Linked DNA regions of Mus musculus: regions 1, 2, 3, 4 and 6 are each linked to region 5. A link is a contact called in public HiCAR-type and promoter capture Hi-C data. All regions are on one chromosome and are shown on one strand. The core of a region is the stretch at or near the end of the contact, and the rest is flanking DNA. Distances in the headings are between cores, read along the strand shown.

Evidence for each region. Promoter capture Hi-C pulls out the DNA fragments that hold promoters and counts their contacts. HiCAR-type assays count read pairs that join an accessible place to other places.
Region 1: a contact with region 5 is called in a promoter capture Hi-C map of the C10 cell line, with 4 times the contacts expected there. The contact joins the promoter of Taf12 here to the promoter of Rbbp4 in region 5. A contact is called at or near these places in 1 of 39 promoter capture datasets (the C10 cell line) and 1 of 115 datasets of contacts at active chromatin or transcription factors (astrocytes).
Region 2: a HiCAR-type map of astrocytes shows a contact between it and region 5, with 2.9 times the contacts expected there. The contact joins the promoter of Ythdf2 here to the promoter of Rbbp4 in region 5. A contact is called at or near these places in 1 of 115 datasets of contacts at active chromatin or transcription factors (astrocytes) and 1 of 9 other capture datasets (adipose tissue).
Region 3: a contact with region 5 is called in a HiCAR-type map of astrocytes, with 2.5 times the contacts expected there. The contact joins the promoter of Psmb2 here to the promoter of Rbbp4 in region 5. A contact is called at or near these places in 1 of 39 promoter capture datasets (pre-B cells) and 1 of 115 datasets of contacts at active chromatin or transcription factors (astrocytes).
Region 4: a contact with region 5 is called in a HiCAR-type map of astrocytes, with 4 times the contacts expected there. The contact joins the promoter of Ago3 here to the promoter of Rbbp4 in region 5. A contact is called at or near these places in 1 of 39 promoter capture datasets (liver) and 1 of 115 datasets of contacts at active chromatin or transcription factors (astrocytes).
Region 6: a contact with region 5 is called in a HiCAR-type map of astrocytes, with 3 times the contacts expected there. The contact joins the promoter of Clspn here to the promoter of Rbbp4 in region 5. A contact is called at or near these places in 1 of 39 promoter capture datasets (liver) and 2 of 115 datasets of contacts at active chromatin or transcription factors (acute myeloid leukemia and astrocytes).

Annotation. Positions count from the first base shown.
Region 1 is chr4:132,272,810-132,275,751 of GRCm38.p6, reverse strand. Taf12 (TATA-box binding protein associated factor 12) reads right to left here and starts at 1,377. Exons shown (of 6, transcript NM_025579.3): 1 at 1,265-1,377.
Region 2 is chr4:132,210,847-132,213,546 of GRCm38.p6, reverse strand. Ythdf2 (YTH N6-methyladenosine RNA binding protein 2) reads left to right here and starts at 1,291. Exons shown (of 5, transcript NM_145393.4): 1 at 1,291-1,647; 2 at 2,091-2,115. The coding sequence starts at 1,621.
Region 3 is chr4:126,676,193-126,678,892 of GRCm38.p6, reverse strand. It overlaps Psmb2 (proteasome (prosome, macropain) subunit, beta type 2), which reads right to left and starts at 1,250. Exons shown (of 6, transcript NM_011970.4): 1 at 1,048-1,250. The coding sequence starts at 1,138.
Region 4 is chr4:126,428,010-126,430,824 of GRCm38.p6, reverse strand. Ago3 (argonaute RISC catalytic subunit 3) reads left to right here and starts at 1,283. Exons shown (of 19, transcript NM_153402.2): 1 at 1,283-1,557. The coding sequence starts at 1,539.
Region 5 is chr4:129,333,966-129,336,878 of GRCm38.p6, reverse strand. It overlaps Rbbp4 (retinoblastoma binding protein 4, chromatin remodeling factor), which reads left to right and starts at 1,509. Exons shown (of 12, transcript NM_009030.3): 1 at 1,509-1,661; 2 at 2,235-2,382. The coding sequence starts at 1,646. Zbtb8os (zinc finger and BTB domain containing 8 opposite strand) reads right to left here and starts at 911. Exons shown (of 7, transcript NM_025970.4): 1 at 740-911. The coding sequence starts at 836.
Region 6 is chr4:126,555,537-126,558,236 of GRCm38.p6, reverse strand. Clspn (claspin) reads right to left here and starts at 1,257. Exons shown (of 26, transcript NM_175554.4): 1 at 1,100-1,257. The coding sequence starts at 1,123.

The DNA.
Region 1 (2,942 bases), core at 128-2,627, 2.9 Mb before region 5:
AAAATAAAATTTATAAATAAATAAAATAAATAAAAGACTTTTCACTTAAAAGTTTGTTTCCTCCCTTGTAACATTTATGCCAATGCCATACATAATAGGTACTAAAATATTAAAATCCGTTAGAAAAAAATCCCTTCTGAGTTTGAGGGTAGAGATTCTAAAAGCATTTATTCAAATAATTTCAAGCAAGCATCTCTTCTTCGATGTACATGGTAGAGTACTGTATAACCTAAGAATCTGGCTCACAGTGATCCTAATCCCTCTTTGCATCCTCTTTTTCTTAAATGTAAAAGAATTCAAAGTGTTCTTTTGCTGCCCTTCCATCTATGACAGTTTGCTAGTGATATAGAGATCTGTGCTCAACGGGGGCTGAATGGAACAGGGCTTAAGGTACTTATCAAGTATATAACTGAGTTCAAACTGCTTTCAGCTTCACATCTGATTCACAATAATGAAGAAAAACGAAGACGTTTCATGTGGCTTTTCTAGGTTAAGTAACGGACACAAGAAAAAGCCTAAATGCCAAAAGCCAAATAGGCAGCGCCAAGAAGTCTTCCCCCGAATATATATATCCTAATCCTCCGGGTACAGAGAACAGATCGCTAAACCTTTTCAACTTTTCTCCCTTGAAGGCTGATCTCCCAGCCGTTAAGGACCCCCTAGTTCCTTCACTTTTAGGAGCTCGGGTCCTTACATCTCTGTCCCTCCAGAAACTCTTGAGTCTGAAAGCCCGGATCTTGTCCCCAAAGAAGACCCAGTCCTCACTGCCCGCTTCGATTCCCTTTCAAATTCAAGTCTTCTCTGCCTCCTTCTCTAGCTCCAGTCCTCAAGTCTTTGCTGCCCGGTTTCTGAATCCTTAGGAGCTGGGACTTTACTGTCCCGCTTCTGTCTCTTAGGAGCCCGAGTCCTCTCGGGCTCCACTTTTACCTCTCTGGAGCCTGTGTCTTCACGCCCCGTTTCGTTCCTACCCTCGCCTCCTATAAAGTGCGGGATCCTCACCATCCTGTCCCTCTCAGAAGGCTTTCCCTCAGATGCTGCAGAATCCACATCCGTCCCCGTTTCCTAAGTCTCTCATTCAGAGCTCGAGTCCCCAACAGCCGCTGCTTCTGCGAGCCCGAACCCCTCAAGTCCCGTCCCAAGAGCCTGGGCTCCTCAGCCCCGTCTCTTCCACAGCCTAGTTCTTCCAGCACTGACCCGCTGTGGGTCTGGGTCCTGACACCCTCCTCCCGCTCTTCGTCCTCAACTGCCAGGGCCCAAGACTCACAGGCAGCAGCGTCTATCTCCCCATGATATGCGGAGACTGCCCCAGTGAAGCTTTCGTCTCAGCAGCCGGTCCGACTGCGCGGCCCTCCCCAAGCACTTCCGGCACCGCTCCCCGCCTCCAACCCGGAAACGCGCGGCTCTTCCGGCCGCCGGGCGCGCGCCTCACTAGCGCAGGCGCAGATGGTACTACAACACGTGGTAGGACTGTGAGCCCAGCGCCTGGCTTGGCAGGTCGGGCTTTCTGCTCTGTGTGGCTTGCTGGTGGCGTGGGTCTACTCTGCGTCCCCTACCACGGCGTGAATCCCTGTCCTAGATGTTTCTTTACGACTCATCTCTTTCACGAGCGTGACCGGTAACCGACGGCCTCGGAGAGCTTCCAAGTCGCCATTTTTGGTTGGTGCCTTTGTGGTGCTATAAGGATGGGACCGCAGTTCTGCATAGATACCAACTATGGGACTCTCAACCAGCACGAGAACTTGGAGACTAGAGAAGCTGATTGTGCCTATTAGTTAATCTGTAGTCAACATACACTTGGACGAGAGCTGTCTGTGAGGGACTGGTTCAGTCCCTCACTTGGAGTATGTCATGTAATAGTGGAAGAAACGTGAAATTCCTAAGGGATGTAGGTTCTCAACTTGAATTGAAAATTCTTACTCCAAAGCCCGGGCTGGTACAGTAACTGTTAAACCACTAAGCCCTGAGATTTGAGTACTTTTTTTTTTTTTTTTTTTGCTAGGCATGTAAGCAACAGGCAGTTTCAGTCCCCGGCAAGGATTCTTAGTAAAATAGAGATCTCGCAAACGAGTGTATAGAAGTCTGACATCTCAGAGCTATCAACGGTTCCTGCCCATAAAGAATCCATTCTATCTTTGTATCTTCATCCCATTAGGCTCATCCACCCTCTTGGTCCAAAATCCTGGATGCAAGGGCTTAACCATTAAGTGGCAAACTGTTTATAACCTTATTTTTCTTTTTGGATTTATTTTATGCGGAAAAGTGTTTTGTCTGCATTTATATATGTACACCATGTGCATTCCTGGTGCACAAAGAGGTCAGAAGAGGGTATCTGAAGCCTTGCAATTGAAGTTACAGATAGTTGTGAGCCACCATGTGACTGCTGGCATTGACCCAGGCCCTCTGCAAGACTGCCAGGTTCGAGAGAAAGCCACCTCTCAAGCCCCAGCTTTATTTTTCTATCATGGTTCTCAGAGTTTGGCCAATCAGTTTTTGTGCTTGCATCCTTGGATGTACTAAACTGTTTTTTTGTTTTTGTTTTTGTTTTTTGCTGTGTGCTGGGTATATCCTGTTGGGGAAGTCAGTCATCATTGTCCTTAAGAGTTTACAGGCGCTAGGCAGTGCTAGCTCATGCCTTTAATCCCAGCACTTGGGAGGCATGGGCAAGATTTCTGAGTTTGAGGCCAGCCTGGTCTACAGAGTGAGTTCCAGGACAGCCAGGGCTACACAGAGAAACCCTGTCTCAAAAAAACAAGCAAACAAAAAAAAAGACTAGATGAGCAGTAAGGCTGAAGTTTGGTTAGGGGACAGGAAGGGACAGGTGGAAATGGGGGGTGGATTTTATTCAGTGTTCAGTGGAAAGGCATGAAAACTGAGGATTGAGATGGTAATTTGTATTTAAGGAAGCATTGGGTGGATGGGTAGGGTGGATGGGTATCTTGGCT
Region 2 (2,700 bases), core at 42-2,541, 2.9 Mb before region 5:
AGGGTTTCTCTGTGTAGCCCTGGCTGTCCTGGCACTCACTTTGTAGACCGGGCTGGCCTCGAACTCAGAAATCTGCCTGCCTCTGCCTCCCGAGTGCTGGGACTAAAGGCATGCACCACTACGCCCAGCTCGTGATTTTTTTTTTTTTAAATTAAAAATGCCTTTGGTGGTGCATGCCTTTGATAACAGCATTTAGGAGGCAGAGGCAGGCAGAATTCTGAGTTCAAGGCTAGCCTGGTCTACCTAGTGAGTTTGAGGACAGCTAGAGGCACCCTGTCTCAAAACACAAACAAAAAACCCTACAAACAAAAAAAAACCTGCCTTTGCTCATCCTTTGGCTCTCCAGTGAATCTTAGCTCATGAATACAGGATTTCTTTTCTAGCTGTTGAAGAATGATATTATGTTGTTCTTTGTGTCAAAAGCACAGATCTATTTAATAACTTGATAACTTTGGCAGCATGCTTAATCTCCCTTTTCCCAGCTGTAACATTGTTTGATAGGCACTTTGAACTTGTTGAAAGTCTTTAAATTTAATGTGTCAGAAAGCACTTAATGACAAAGCCCTGCACACAGCACATACTGGAATAGCGTTCATTTTCCAGTCCTTAGATCACGAATATTTCCTCTTAGGGTCCAACAGACTTCAAGAAAGTGTGTGTGACACTGTGCATACGGGTGAGGTGTCTTTTTCTTGGGAATAAAGTCCAGAGTTTACTAGATTATTTTGGGGTCACTGACTTCTCTGAAAAAAAGAGAGTGTATATTTTTCTCCCTCAAAAGTCAAAGGGGTAAATGTCTTGTGTGCAGGGCAGTGAGGGCCGGCTTTTTAATATTTAGTGGAAGTACTGCTCCTGGGTGTTTTTTTCAAGTCCCTGAGGAAGGAAGGTGACAATAGTCTTAAGGAAGGGCGCGGGTGTCTTCTGGGCCGACCTCCATGAAGTTTTCCCTGTGAGCTCTTAGGACCTCTCTTCTGGTTCCTTTTCAAATTGGGGGAGAGTTATCAAATGCAGTTATGAGTTAGGGCTCAAGTCCTACACAGAGTAGAAGCCTCTGCCCCATTAAGAAAGGGGCTTCTGCGTGTTTTCTTAAGACAAAACAATTATTCTCTAGGTGTTTGCCAAAAAACTCCAGTGGTGACCCCCGGTGCCACCCAGGGCTCCTAGGCCCAAAGCGGCGGCGGTGGGGGCGGGGAGACCGCGCGCGCACCGCTTCCGCTCCTCCAGCCCAGCAGAGGGCGCCACGGGCGCGGCTCTCCCTTCCCGAGATGCTTCGCGCCGGGCCCTTCCGCGTGGGTCAGCGACTGTGAGAGTCAGCGCTCGCGCCGCGCGCGCCGCCCGCCTCTGCCGCTCGGCCTCCCCCATTCGGGCTGCGAGGGGGCGGGCGCGCGCTCCGGAGCATAGAGACGGGCGTTGAGCTCGGCGGCCTAGAGCGTCGCCGGATCGGAGCCGGAGCCCGAGTCGCGCGCTGTGTCTCTGCTGCGTCCGCCGAGGCGAGGCTCCGAGTGTCAGGGACAAAAGCCGCCGCCGCACCCTCTGCTCCCGTCGTCGGGGCTCATCCGCCGCCGCCGCTGTCCCGACGAGGAGTCCGCCGCCGTCGTTCCCCGTGAGGATCCGAGAGCCATGTCGGCCAGCAGCCTCTTGGAGCAGGTACAGGCCCAGCCCGCATGTCTCGGCCATTGTGTGAGGCGAGACGGGGCCCGACTAGGCCCGGGCCCGCCGCTCCTGGCCGGGCCGCGGCGGGCGCCTCTCGCGGCTCGGGATTCGGGCCTCAGACCGGCCGCGCCCTGAGTCTCCCGCCCGGCCCGCTCTTCCCGCTCCTCCCCGGGCCGGGCCGGCCGCGCCGCGCTCCCTCCCAGTAGCGGCCCGGGCTTCCCTTCCTCGTTTCCTCTCTTTCCCTCGTGTGGCTGCCGGGTGGCCGGGCTGCCGGGGCTGCCCCGCCGGCCTAGCGCTCGTCCCCGCCTCCCCCTCACCACGCGTCCCCCCCAGGCCGGTTCCTTTCTTCCCTGCTCGGGCCCCGCGTTCATTTGTCTTTCCTTTTCCGTTTTCTTCTCGGACGACTTGCTGCTCGGCGACGTCCCCTCCTCTCGCAGAGACCAAAAGGTCAAGGAAACAAAGGTAAGACCCCGCTCCTCCGGGTGGCCGCCGGCCGGGATGGGGAGGGGGGTCCGCCGGGCCGTGGGGGCGGTGGCTCGAGGACGCGCCCCGGGGAAAGGACCTTTCCGAAGCCGCTCGGGTCGCAGGTGCCGCGCGCGGGGCGGTCGCCCCTTTTGGTGTGGCCCTGCAGCTGGCGGGCAGCTTTTTTCGTTAACAACGAGTAATTCATGAGCGGCCGGGGGTGGAATGCATTTTGAGAAGCACCAGGTCCTTAGTTTTCTCGTAGGTCTTAGGAGCCCTTTGTGTTTCCTCCTCGTGGAGCACTTTCTGGAAGTCACTCACATGTGAAGGAAGCGGGGAGAGAAAGCCGGAGGGAATTGAAATTCGAAGGAGCCAATACACTGACCTTTTAAAAAGATCAGCTCGCTCTGGGGTGGAGACTCTTTTTCACTGTCCGGCTCTTGCTTCAGCCCTGGCGCTCATCGTTATTCCCCGGAGTTTCAAACCAAGTGACTCTTGGAACTAGCATGGTTTCTTCCTGGTGTGAATGTAAACTGATGGATGGGTTTGGAAGGGAGCTCTTCGGACCAGGGCATTGCTAATTTA
Region 3 (2,700 bases), core at 1-2,500, 2.7 Mb after region 5:
GCCACAGAACAGGTGCACAGGTCAGAGGACAACCTGCAGGATGTTGGGGTGGGGTCTCTTCCTCTGCCATCTGGGTTCTGGGACCAAACTCCGGTTGTGAAGCCTGGGCAAAAGCATCTTTACTACTGAGTTATTTCAACATCTCCTTAAGAAAGTTTTGTACATATACACACATATACACACACACACATACATATATACACATACATAGATATGTATACGCACACATATATGTACACACACACACATATATATGCATGTGTGTTATATATAATATATACTATATCTATACATCTTAGTTATACATATTCTGTCTCCAAAACTAACTGCAAGAAGGGCACATAGTAGAGCCAAACTTTTAACAAATTAAAATGTTAACGATGGACACACCTGATACATATATGCTTCAGTTTGTTAAGTGTTTGTCCAATGCTAACTCCTTCACTCAATCCTCTCAACAAGTTTTGAGTTGGTTATTAGTAATTTGAGAGATAAGAAAATCTGGGCACGGGAAAAAAAATAACGTACAAAACTCACAGAGCAAATAAAGAGAGGCCATCTCTGCTGCATTCCACTATTTAACGACAAGTAAAATCTAGCAGCCAGGGAAAGGCGGAAGAGGCTCTGAGGTGAGCCACTGAAGACAGCGGAAGCAGAGTGGAAATGCCAAACTCTGGGGAGTCTCACTCTCCCCAAGATCCCACCTTAGGGCACCCACAAATTATAACTTCTATCTGGGGCGACTGAAACTTGCCAGAAATTCAGAAATTGGAGGCGCCGGGCACACACTTGAGCTCTCATAAACTTAATTCCCTCACGCTGAGCAACTCTCACCTAGCAAGCCTCATCTGACCCAGAATCCCAAACTAGAGCCCTAAGCTTGTCTGCCGGCTCCCCCGGCTTCTCAATCCTGCAGTGCCAGCAGGGCAGAGCACACTGGGCTCCATCTTCCAAGCTGCCCAGAGGGAGGCCCACGGTCCCCTTCACCAACTCCCGCCGACTGCCCCTCCAGCCAGGCCCGCCGGGCCTCCCCCTGCTTCCTCTCACCGTCCTTCATCTGGACAATATTGCTGGCGGCCACTCGGTCGGAAGCGACGAGGACATAGTCTGGGCCCTGGATGCCAATGAGGTACTCCATGGTGCCGGGAAGCGGGAGGCTGCAGAGGCCACGGACAGGGACACTTCCCGGGTACACGACCTCACCAGTGAGACAGCACACCCGGACTGAGCTGGGGGTGACGCAAGACGCGCGACGGCCCAGTCACTGGCGCGGCCCAATGACGTCACCTCTCGCGAGAGAGCAGGCGGGAGCTTGGGTGCTTTTCCGCGCTGAGATTGCGGAGTGGGCTGGTCTAGAGGTGTGGTTTGGAAACGTAGCTGTGGGTGATGGGGCGTTGCGTTTCCTTATCTACCAAGTCGAATTTTAGAGTTTGCACGCAAATCAAGCCGTACCCTGTGTAAGAAGTACCAGCACGTGTGGGTGCTACAGAGGAGAGGAGGTCTTCAGCTTTCTGGTTTTCATTTCCTTGCTCGTTAAACAAACGGGAAAATTTTCCCTGCAAGCCAGATTGAAGAACAATTTCCCCGAGCCATAGAGTTAAGGACCAGGGGAGCAGCCTAGGACAACACATCTCAAAAGCAAAACAAACAAACAAACAAAAAACCTACTTGGCGGTGGTTCCCTCTTGAAATCCTAGTACTGGATAGACAGAGGCAGAAAGCACGTTAGTCAAGCCTGTCCCTCGAACCCACGGTAGAAAGAACAGACTCCCCAAAGTTTTCCTCTGACCATCACACTAGCGCGTTCATCCCCAATACAAATAATTTTTAAAAAAAATTTTAAATTTAAATATTTTACTATACTTCTGTTTCATTACATTTAAAATATTATTTTAAAAATGTATTTATTAATGTAAATGAGCTAAATACCTAATAAAAATGGGAAAAAAAAGTATTTATTTACACTCCAGCCATTGCCCCCCTCCCCAAAGTTCCTCATCCCAACAAATTTTTAAATGTTCACTTTTATTTACTTATTTTTTATATTTTGATTTGTCCCGACAGGATTTCTTGGCTACTCTGAAACTCACTCTTATAGACTAGGCTGACCTCGAACTCAGAGATCCACCTGCCTCTGCTTTCTGAGTGCTGGGATTAATGTATTGTGACACCACCACCCGGCCTTTTTTGAGAGATGGGGTATTACTACTATGTAGCCTTGGTTGTCCTGGAACTAATTTAATTGTGTTGACCAGACTAACTTCAAATTCACAAAAATCTGCCTTCCTCTAACTCATCAGTGCTAGAATTAAATTCCTGATCCACATGCCCTACATGAAATATTTTGGAAAGAGTAAGATAGGAAATTAGGGATGGACTGGAGAGATGGACCCGTGCTTAAGAACACTGGCTGCTCTTCTGGAAGACCTGGAATCAATTTCCAGTACCCATAAGGCAACTGGAAGACAGCTATCAGCAACTCTGGTGTATCTCTGTCCTCTGAAGGCACTTCACACACTTGATGCACACACATACATTCAGGCCAAAACCCCATAACACATAAAGTAAAAATAATTCTTTTAACAATAGAAAGGGTAATAGAGGAGAGACTACAATTAAACTGCATATAGAAATGTCTTAGTGAAACTTGTGACTTTGTACAGTTAATATACTTGTGCCGGCTAGTCCTCTGTCAACTTG
Region 4 (2,815 bases), core at 34-2,533, 2.9 Mb after region 5:
GCTAGTTGAGCTTGCATTCATTCAAAGAACTAGTTCCAGAATCAAGAGATTGGGGGTAGGATAGGTCCTTCCACAAGTCTGAGATTTAGTTCTTATGGCTTAGGTCAATATGGATTGTATATAATCAGAGCTTGAACATGACTTTTAAGATGTGCTCATTCATCTGAGGATGTGATATTTTAAAAGTGATAAGAGTATTTCTTTTCAGTCAACAGGAAGAGAGGCAGAATTGGTGTGCTAGATGTGGCTTGGAGTCACTTCCATGTATTAAATGTTTATTATGTAGTCAGCATATTTATTAAGTACCTCAAAATTGTAACTATTGTAAATATTTTTGTTACTAACATTTGGGAGGTTTTTGTTTTTTGTTTTCCTTTCAGTTTTTCTGATGAGGAAACTAAAGTCCAAAGATAAAGTGACTAATCCAAAAACCCAAAACGGGGAGGGAAGGGATCGTGAAAATAAAATCTTTCTCAATTCTCTTTTTTAAAAAAGAAATATATGTCAAAACATTACTGGTTCATTGGGACACGGGGAAAAATACTGAATCATTGCTAAGCTTGCATGAAGTATCTGGTTTCACGAAGCCAAGTATTTTTAAAAGACGGACTATTTGCCGGATAATGAGCTGGGTCTAGTCTCCCAAAGGTTCCAAGTCAGCAGAAAAGCACCAGACTGGATCGGATCGGGGAAACTGGAGGCTGACCAATTTAGCTGTAAAAGTCTCGAGTCCCAAGGAAGAGAAGGTTTAGCAGGTGTTTAAACACCGGAAGGTCGTTTAGGTTCCTCAACGTATTGGGAGACTGTTTAAACATAAACGTAATTCCATCTGGTATACATGGAACATCCCGTTTCTTGTTCATCCGTTTAAAAACTATATTGAACTTGTGGTCACCGCCTAGTGCACGTGCTCCAAGCGGGTGTGGCAGACGGAGCTGGGAGGGAGGATGCCCTTGGCTGGTCACCCGCCACTCTCAGGTAGGATGTACCTCAGGTAAGCTCCGCGGGCAGGCAGCGATGTCGCCTCAAGCAGCGGTCCTCACCCGGGAGGCTGGCACGGGGAAAGCTGGCCTCTCGCTCGGGATTGTCGCCGTCAGGCACAGCGGGTGCAGGGCGACCGCCCATCCGCGGCTCCGCCCCAGCCAGGCACCGGCTCACCCGCCCACAGATCCCCAGACCTTGTTGCTCCCGCAAGGCTCTGGCTCCAGGCGAGCTGCCGACCCGGAGGGAGAGCGGGGCGGGATCCGGAGAGCGGAAGTGACGCGAGCGGGCTTCCGGGGGCGACCGGGAAAAGCGAGCGGCTGCGGCGGCGGGGCGGCTGGCGGGTCGGGAAGCTGCACGCGTCAGCATCTGTGGGCGACGCAAGTTCCGGACCTGGTTCCAGCGTCCTCACTCAGGACTGTCGCCGCTCTTACCTCGCTGCAGGCTGTCTGTCTCTCCCGACTGTGCCTCTTGTGCCCGGAGCTTTCCGAGGGCGTCCGCTCCTCGCCTCTGTGGTGGCACCCTTCTCTCGTGAAGCACTCCCCCCAGCTCCATGAATGGAAATCGGCTCCGCAGGTGAGGCGAGCTGCGGGACAGGGCAGGTGGGGTCGTTACCCCGATGTTGTCCCCTGAGCATCCTTGTTCCTTCCACTTCAGGTGCTGTCAGCGCACATAGTGAGGGAGTTGCGGGCTTTCAGGCCCGATGCGGGTGTCCTCTCCACAGCCCAGGGACCTACACTCTTGGGGTCATTGAGTTGGCGAAACTACAAGGAGGGCTTAAGTTTGGAGTTCTGTAGGTGATGACATCCCCCTAGAGTGCTTTCCCCTGAGAATGGAGAGAAGTTTGCCCTTGCTTTTGGAATTCTTGTTGGAAATATAAAGGGCGCGCTTGTCCTTTAACCGGGTCGTGTGTCCCATGGATGCAGAACAAGTCAGGCATAACCCTTATCTACCTATTAGTGTAGTTTGAGGATACTCTGAGATAATCAATGATTACGTTTCTAATTGGTGCTCGGGCGACGTCAGATGCAAGATGGCATTGCTCCCACCCCTGGTTCTCAGTGTCTGAGTGTGTAGTTTCTGAGGAGCTCGGAGATGTCCTGTCGCTCTGGACCACTGCTTACTAGAAGGCAGAGCTTCAGGATGCTGACACTATTTCCCCTCTATTTTCTATTCCCTGCACAGGAAATCTGGAATTTAGGATTTGTCTCTTGAGGAAAAAAAAAAAAAAAAAAAAAAGAGGTCTTGAGAAAGGAAGCCGGCCTGGATAGTGCTTGTCTTTAAAAAGGAAAAAGTAGTCAGCGATTCTAAAGTAGTTGATAGAGTAACATGAAATAGGTGTTACATAACGGCCTGCTGGCCCAGCAGTCACCCTGTTCTCCAGTTTGAAAGTTCTCTCCATCCACAAGATCAGTAATATATTGTTTTCATATATTTGGGGGATTGCCTTGTTATTATGTCCTAGCAAGTCACTGAATTTCATATCTCATCTTGCCAATTTGAAAGGTCCCCAAATATAAGAGAAAAAAAAAAACCCAAAACTAAAACTAGCAACATAGAAGGCCTTCAAATCAGTTCAGGGCATAATTGTCGAAGGGATACAAAAAGGCATTTCCTTTATTATGTGGAATTTCTTTCTACTCAGTGTCTACCATTTTTTCCCTTTCTATGTTCCATTTTTTTTCTCATATTTTCTTAACAGTGAAATATGTCTAGGCTGTGAAGTTTTGGACTCTTATTATCAATATGTGTGTTTCCAGACTGTATTTTCTATGCTTTAAAAGTTTACATTCTGTCTGTACTGCTTTTACTTTATAAGATAATCTGATTATTT
Region 5 (2,913 bases), core at 260-2,759:
CTGCCTCTGCCTCCCAAGTGCTGGGATTAAAGGCGTGCGCCACCACTACCCGGCTAAATTTTTTTTTTAAATATTTATTTATTTATTATATGTAAATACACTGTAGCTGTCCTCAGACACTCCAGAAGAGGGAGTCAGATCTTGTTGTGAGCCACCATGTGGTTGCTGGGATTTGAACTCCTGACCTTCGGAAGAGCAGTCGGGTGCTCTTACCCACTGAGTCATCTCACCAGCCCCCGGCTAAATTTTTATCTTTCAAAAAAATTTAACGTGATGCAAAAGTTGCAGTACGTAATAAGATCCAATCTTGGGCTGTGGACACACACGTACGCACGCACGCACGCACAGAAAAAGGTATGTCTTGATTACTCTAACCTGGTCACACTATTCCCTACTGGGAGAAACTCGAGGACAACCCAGAAATCACTTAAAAATACAACTAATGCACAAGTATAATTTACAATGATAAATGTTGGACCAGCGCCACACCATTTAACTCTATCCCCAAAGGTAAGTGTGATTCAGGCACACATGGACTTTTAGAATGGATGGGGGCAGGGGATACGGCCTCGGGTTTCTTCATTCTCTAGTAAGGTGATCTTTTTCTTCACTTTCCCCCTAAATTGGGTCCAAAGAGGGGCACACTGTGATCACGCCAGAGCACCTTTAGGGCAAAGAAGTGGGCGAAGCAGGAAGCCGCAGGTTGTCCGAATGCAAGAGATGTGGGCCACCTACTCACATTCATATTTTCGATTGACTGGAGGATACTTGTCCTTGGTCGCCTTCTGTTCCTCCGTCAAATTGTAATCTCTAACATCTTCCTCCTCTTGAGCCATGATTGCGGAGTTGGTACTCTTACTTCCGCCCTTCATCAGCCAGACTTCGGCCCCGCGCCATAACTTCCGCTCTACACCCCACCCCCTTGGCAGCGGGTCTAAAAGGACCAGGACTCCATTCTGCAAGCTCGCGGAAGGATATACCCGCTTGCGGCTGCCGGGCTGCCGGGCTGCCAGGCTCGGTCCTGCCGCTTTTATAACATGTTTTAGAGACCAGCATCTTATTTCCTGCACTCATCACTATTAGTACCGAGGGAGTCAGTTAAAAGACGCCACCTTGAATTAGGCACCTGTAAGTCTAAACGGTGATGCGTTTTCTCCTCGTCTGGCCCTCCGAGTTGCTAACCAGACCCGGAAACACTTCCAAATTCTTTCGCTACCCTGAGGGAGTTGTCAGCATAACGGCCTGCTAAGAAGATGGCTGCGCATGAGCGTGTAGGGTGTATGTCACGTGATCTGCACGGGCCTCATCCCGGCAGGCGGGGCGCGCGCGCAATCCGTGGAAGTCTCCGGACTGTGGTGGGGGGTGGGGGAGAGAGAAGGGGCGGAGCGCGCGCGCCTCGGGACTCTGGAGAAAACGACTCTCGAGCGTCTCCATAGGCCGCGAGGCGGATGCTCCGCCCACCCCTCAGACCCGCGCTTTCTCATTGGTCGGTGTTGGCGCGAAGGCACGCGAGCCGGCCCCCTACGCACGGGCCGCAGGAAACAATAGAGGCCGCGCGCGCGGAGTGGAGCGCTCGTAGCCTCCCCGCCCCTCCTGCAACGCACGACCCCGGGATCCCCCAACCCCTCCCGGCTCTCCTGCCGCCATGGCTGACAAGGAAGGTGAGTGTGCCGAGGCCGGCTCGGAAGGGACGGTGCTGGCTTGTAGGGCTGTGTCGTGGCCTGTTACGCGGCCTGAGACGGAGAGCAGGCCCGACTCTGGCGAGCCTCGTCCCAGCGACGCCGGCCTGAGGACTGAGCTCCCCGGCGGGGCGGGCTAACGGCGCAGCAGCTCCTCCGGAGCGGATGCGAGGCGACGCCAGGTCTCCGGCCTAGGCGACTACGAGGCTCCCTGCCGGTCCCTCTGCCTGCCGAGACTCGGGGCGCCGCTCTCCATCCCCAGGCTCGATGCGCAGGTCTCCTCCCCGGGTTTGGCGGACTTGGCGCGCGCCACCGTGCTTCGTTCGGGGTTGGACACCATCGGCCCCCGAAGGAGTAACGGAGTGTCCGGCTGGGGTGGCCCCAGGACTTCCGGCCCGCCGCGGCCGAGAGTGGCGTTGGTGCCCGCGACCTGGGAGATTAAGATGAATCTCCATTTCGTTGTCAAAATCCGGGCGCTACGCCGGTGGCTTGGAGAGGTTTGTGCCCTTTCCGTTTACGTTCGCTAACTTGATTTGTCTTTTAAAAACATTTTAGCGGCCTTTGACGACGCAGTGGAAGAACGGGTGATCAACGAGGAGTACAAAATATGGAAGAAGAACACCCCTTTTCTTTATGATTTGGTGATGACCCATGCCCTGGAGTGGCCCAGCTTAACTGCCCAGTGGCTTCCAGATGTGACCAGGTGACGCGAATCTTGAATATTTTTGATAGTTCATATATTTTAATTTTTTTGCCCTCCAGTCACTCAGGGGGGACATTATCAGAGCTTATGAGTACTATTTATTTTCCTCGACTAGAAATAATGTCAAAAACAGAAGATCATTTTGTAATTTACCCTGCAAAGAAAACATGCTCTGTTGTTGTGTTGTTGTTTGATTTTTTTTTTTCTTTTTCTTTTACTTTTTTTTTTTAAGTCATCTCTATTTGTATGAATACACTGAAGCCAGAAGAGGGCATTGGGTCCCATTACAGATTGTTGTGAGCCACCATGTGGTTGCTGGGATTTGAACTCAGGACCTTGGGAAGAGCAGTCAATGCTCTTAGCCGCTGAGCCAGCTCTCCAGCCCTGTTTTTGTTTTTTCCCTCAGCATGGAGTTGAATAGCCATTCTTAAGACTGGAGTTGGCCATGTAATATAAAACTTGACCGTTTTCAAAAGTTATTCTGGGTCCAGTTTATTCAACAAAACATTTGATTTCTCAAGTCATTTATAA
Region 6 (2,700 bases), core at 8-2,507, 2.8 Mb after region 5:
TTGCCTCCCTGTCTTTGTCTCCTACTTTTATGTTTGTTTTCTTTCTTTCTTTCTTTCTTTCTTTCTCTCTTTCTAGTAAGAGTCAGCAAAAGTGTGGCTTATGAAGTCAGCCACCTTTTGAAAATAATGTTATTTAAATTAAGGCTTTTTAAAAAAATCCTAGTGAGGCAAAAAGACAGGTTGGTGCACAACGAGATCTTGATTAAAGTCTGTTATTTTGTTCAATATCTAATCGTGAAAACTTCATGTCAAAATAAGGCTTTCATAGCCAGGCGTGGGGGCGCACGCCTTTAATCCCAGCACTCGGCAGAGGCAGGAGGATTTCTGAGTTCGAGACCAGCCTGGTCTACAGAGTGAGTTCCAGGGCGGCCAGGGCTACACAGAGAAACCCTGTCTCAAAAAAAAAAAAAAAAAAAAAACAACAACAACAACAACAACAACAAAAAGGCTTTCCTTTGGTGATTAGGTTTTTCTGGTACCCCCATTAAATCTGTTCTTAAGGCAACTATTTGGCCCTAGTCCTGGCTCCAGAAAAGAACACAGATCACGGAAAAGGTTTTCTATGGCCAAATTCCACTAGTGAGTCACCAGCTACTGGAAGGACGCTGTGAGCCAGGCCACTGTAGGCAAAGACTGTGGGCCCACGCGCGACACCCTTACAAGTTCCTTCCAGAACCAGAGTTCCAACTGCTTATACCCCTCACCCTGTGCTTACAGAGACTCCCACCCCACAACTTCCAGGCCAGGCTGGCCAAGGCCTTTTTTTTTTTTTTTTTTTTTTTTTTTTTTGTGGGGATGCTGTAAAGGGAGCTTGCGCGGCAGGAAACGCGCCAAAGAGCAAGGCGGGCTGCAGTGACAAGCTGAGGACCCGGCTGGGCGGACAACAGCGCGCGCCGCCGAACCAGAAGCTGTGGGGACTGAGCGCGGGAAGCCAGATGGAGACCCTCCAGAGGCCCCCAGACTCAGTCCAGTGGTCTCGGAGCGGTGCACGCCGGGAATTGTAGTCCTCCCGGCTCGGCGCTCTGGCCCTGCTGGGTTGACTGTCCCACTCGGCCCTCAGCGAAAGGCCTCCACAGCCCGGACCAGAGCCTAAACTCACCTCAGAACCCACCTCGCCGGTCATGATTCCGGCCTCCCTTCCGCACAGCTCCAGGAGAACGTGTCTGCAGTAACCTCAACTTGACGGCGACAGCTCCCGCCGTCTCCAGCTCGGCAGCGAAGTTCGAGCTTTCGCGCCCAGACGCGGTACAACGCTCAACCTTGAGGGTTTGCACCAATCCGAGGGAGGGTTTCCCTCCGAGGCCCCACCCCTATCGCCCTGCCAATCAGGAGGCGCCTCCTGCCTGCCCGGCAAATGTAATTTGCGTTGGTTTGGCGGGTTGCGGCTGCTCTTGTCAAACAGATCTAGGAGTGGCTTTGGGGTGTCTGGGGGTTCTCGGGGAGCGAAGAGATCCCGCGCTATGGCTTAGAAAGAAGGTATCTTGCGAATGATGTTCTTGGACTTTTGACCTATGTCTTCGTTCGATGGGTCGTACCGTATGCAATTAGAGGAGAGAAATTTCAATGCAGGAAGTGAACTGGGAAGAAGTTCCCAGGATTCTGGGAGTGTCCCACACCTGAATTTTTTGCTGAGGGAACCTTAGACCCCAGTGGAGGCTTTCTCCATCAGTTCATCCCTGGAGCAATCCTAACCTGCAGAGTTAATGTTTTTACCTCTTCGGGTCGATTCTCTGTCCTTTCTTCCCCATGTTCTATAGGCAGGCAAGAATGTCCTTTCTGGACTGTATTGTCCCAGCTGACTTGTCTTTTGTCTTCTGAATGGTCAAGCCAGTGTTAAAACTCCTTACAAAGTTATTATAAAGAGACCAGCTGGCACAGGGAAAGAAAGATCTGAGTATTTATTATCCTCCATCCCACCCAAACCCCCCTCCTCTCTAACTCCCCCCACCCCCCTTCACCTATTCTGGTATGGTGACCAACTCTGTCCAGTTTGCTTAGGACTTTCCCAGGTTTAGCACGGAAAACCTCACATCCCTAGAATCTCCTCAGAGGATACGAGGGATGACAGTCACCTCTGACACTGGTCTCCCCTTTATCTGAATACACATTCAGATAAAAAACAACTCCATTTCTCCACATCTCCGCCCACTTCTACACCCCTAAGGGTCTTGAGCTGGGGATGCAGCTCAGTAGTAGAGCTCTTGCTTAGTTAGTTTGCATGAGGCCCTCCCTGGTATAATCTCCAGGCTTCCAAAAAATACAAAAAAGAGTCCCATCCTCATATTTTACCCCCTTTTTAAAAAAAAAAAGGCTATTTTACTATGACCGTATACATCAATGATTCACAAATATGCATCTATCTGTAGCACTTCCTCCAGCATTTGGAGGACTGACTTTTATTGGCCATACAGTTTGTGACAAACAATGGGCAGAATTTTATAATCATCATTCTCTTAATCTTTGGAGGAAGCGTGTAAGGGAAGTAATGTGATCGTCTCGCGTCCACTGTCACCTGCTCTTTATGATTTCCAGGCTCACCGAGAGCATCCTCCAAAATCTCCCTTCTCCTGTTCTGTTGCCCCAAATTACACTTCTGTCTAAAGAATTATTTCTGAGGGCTGGAACGACAGTTCAGAGGTTAAGATCACTGGTTGCTTTTCCAGAGGACCCTGGTTCAACTCCTATCACCAACATGGCAGC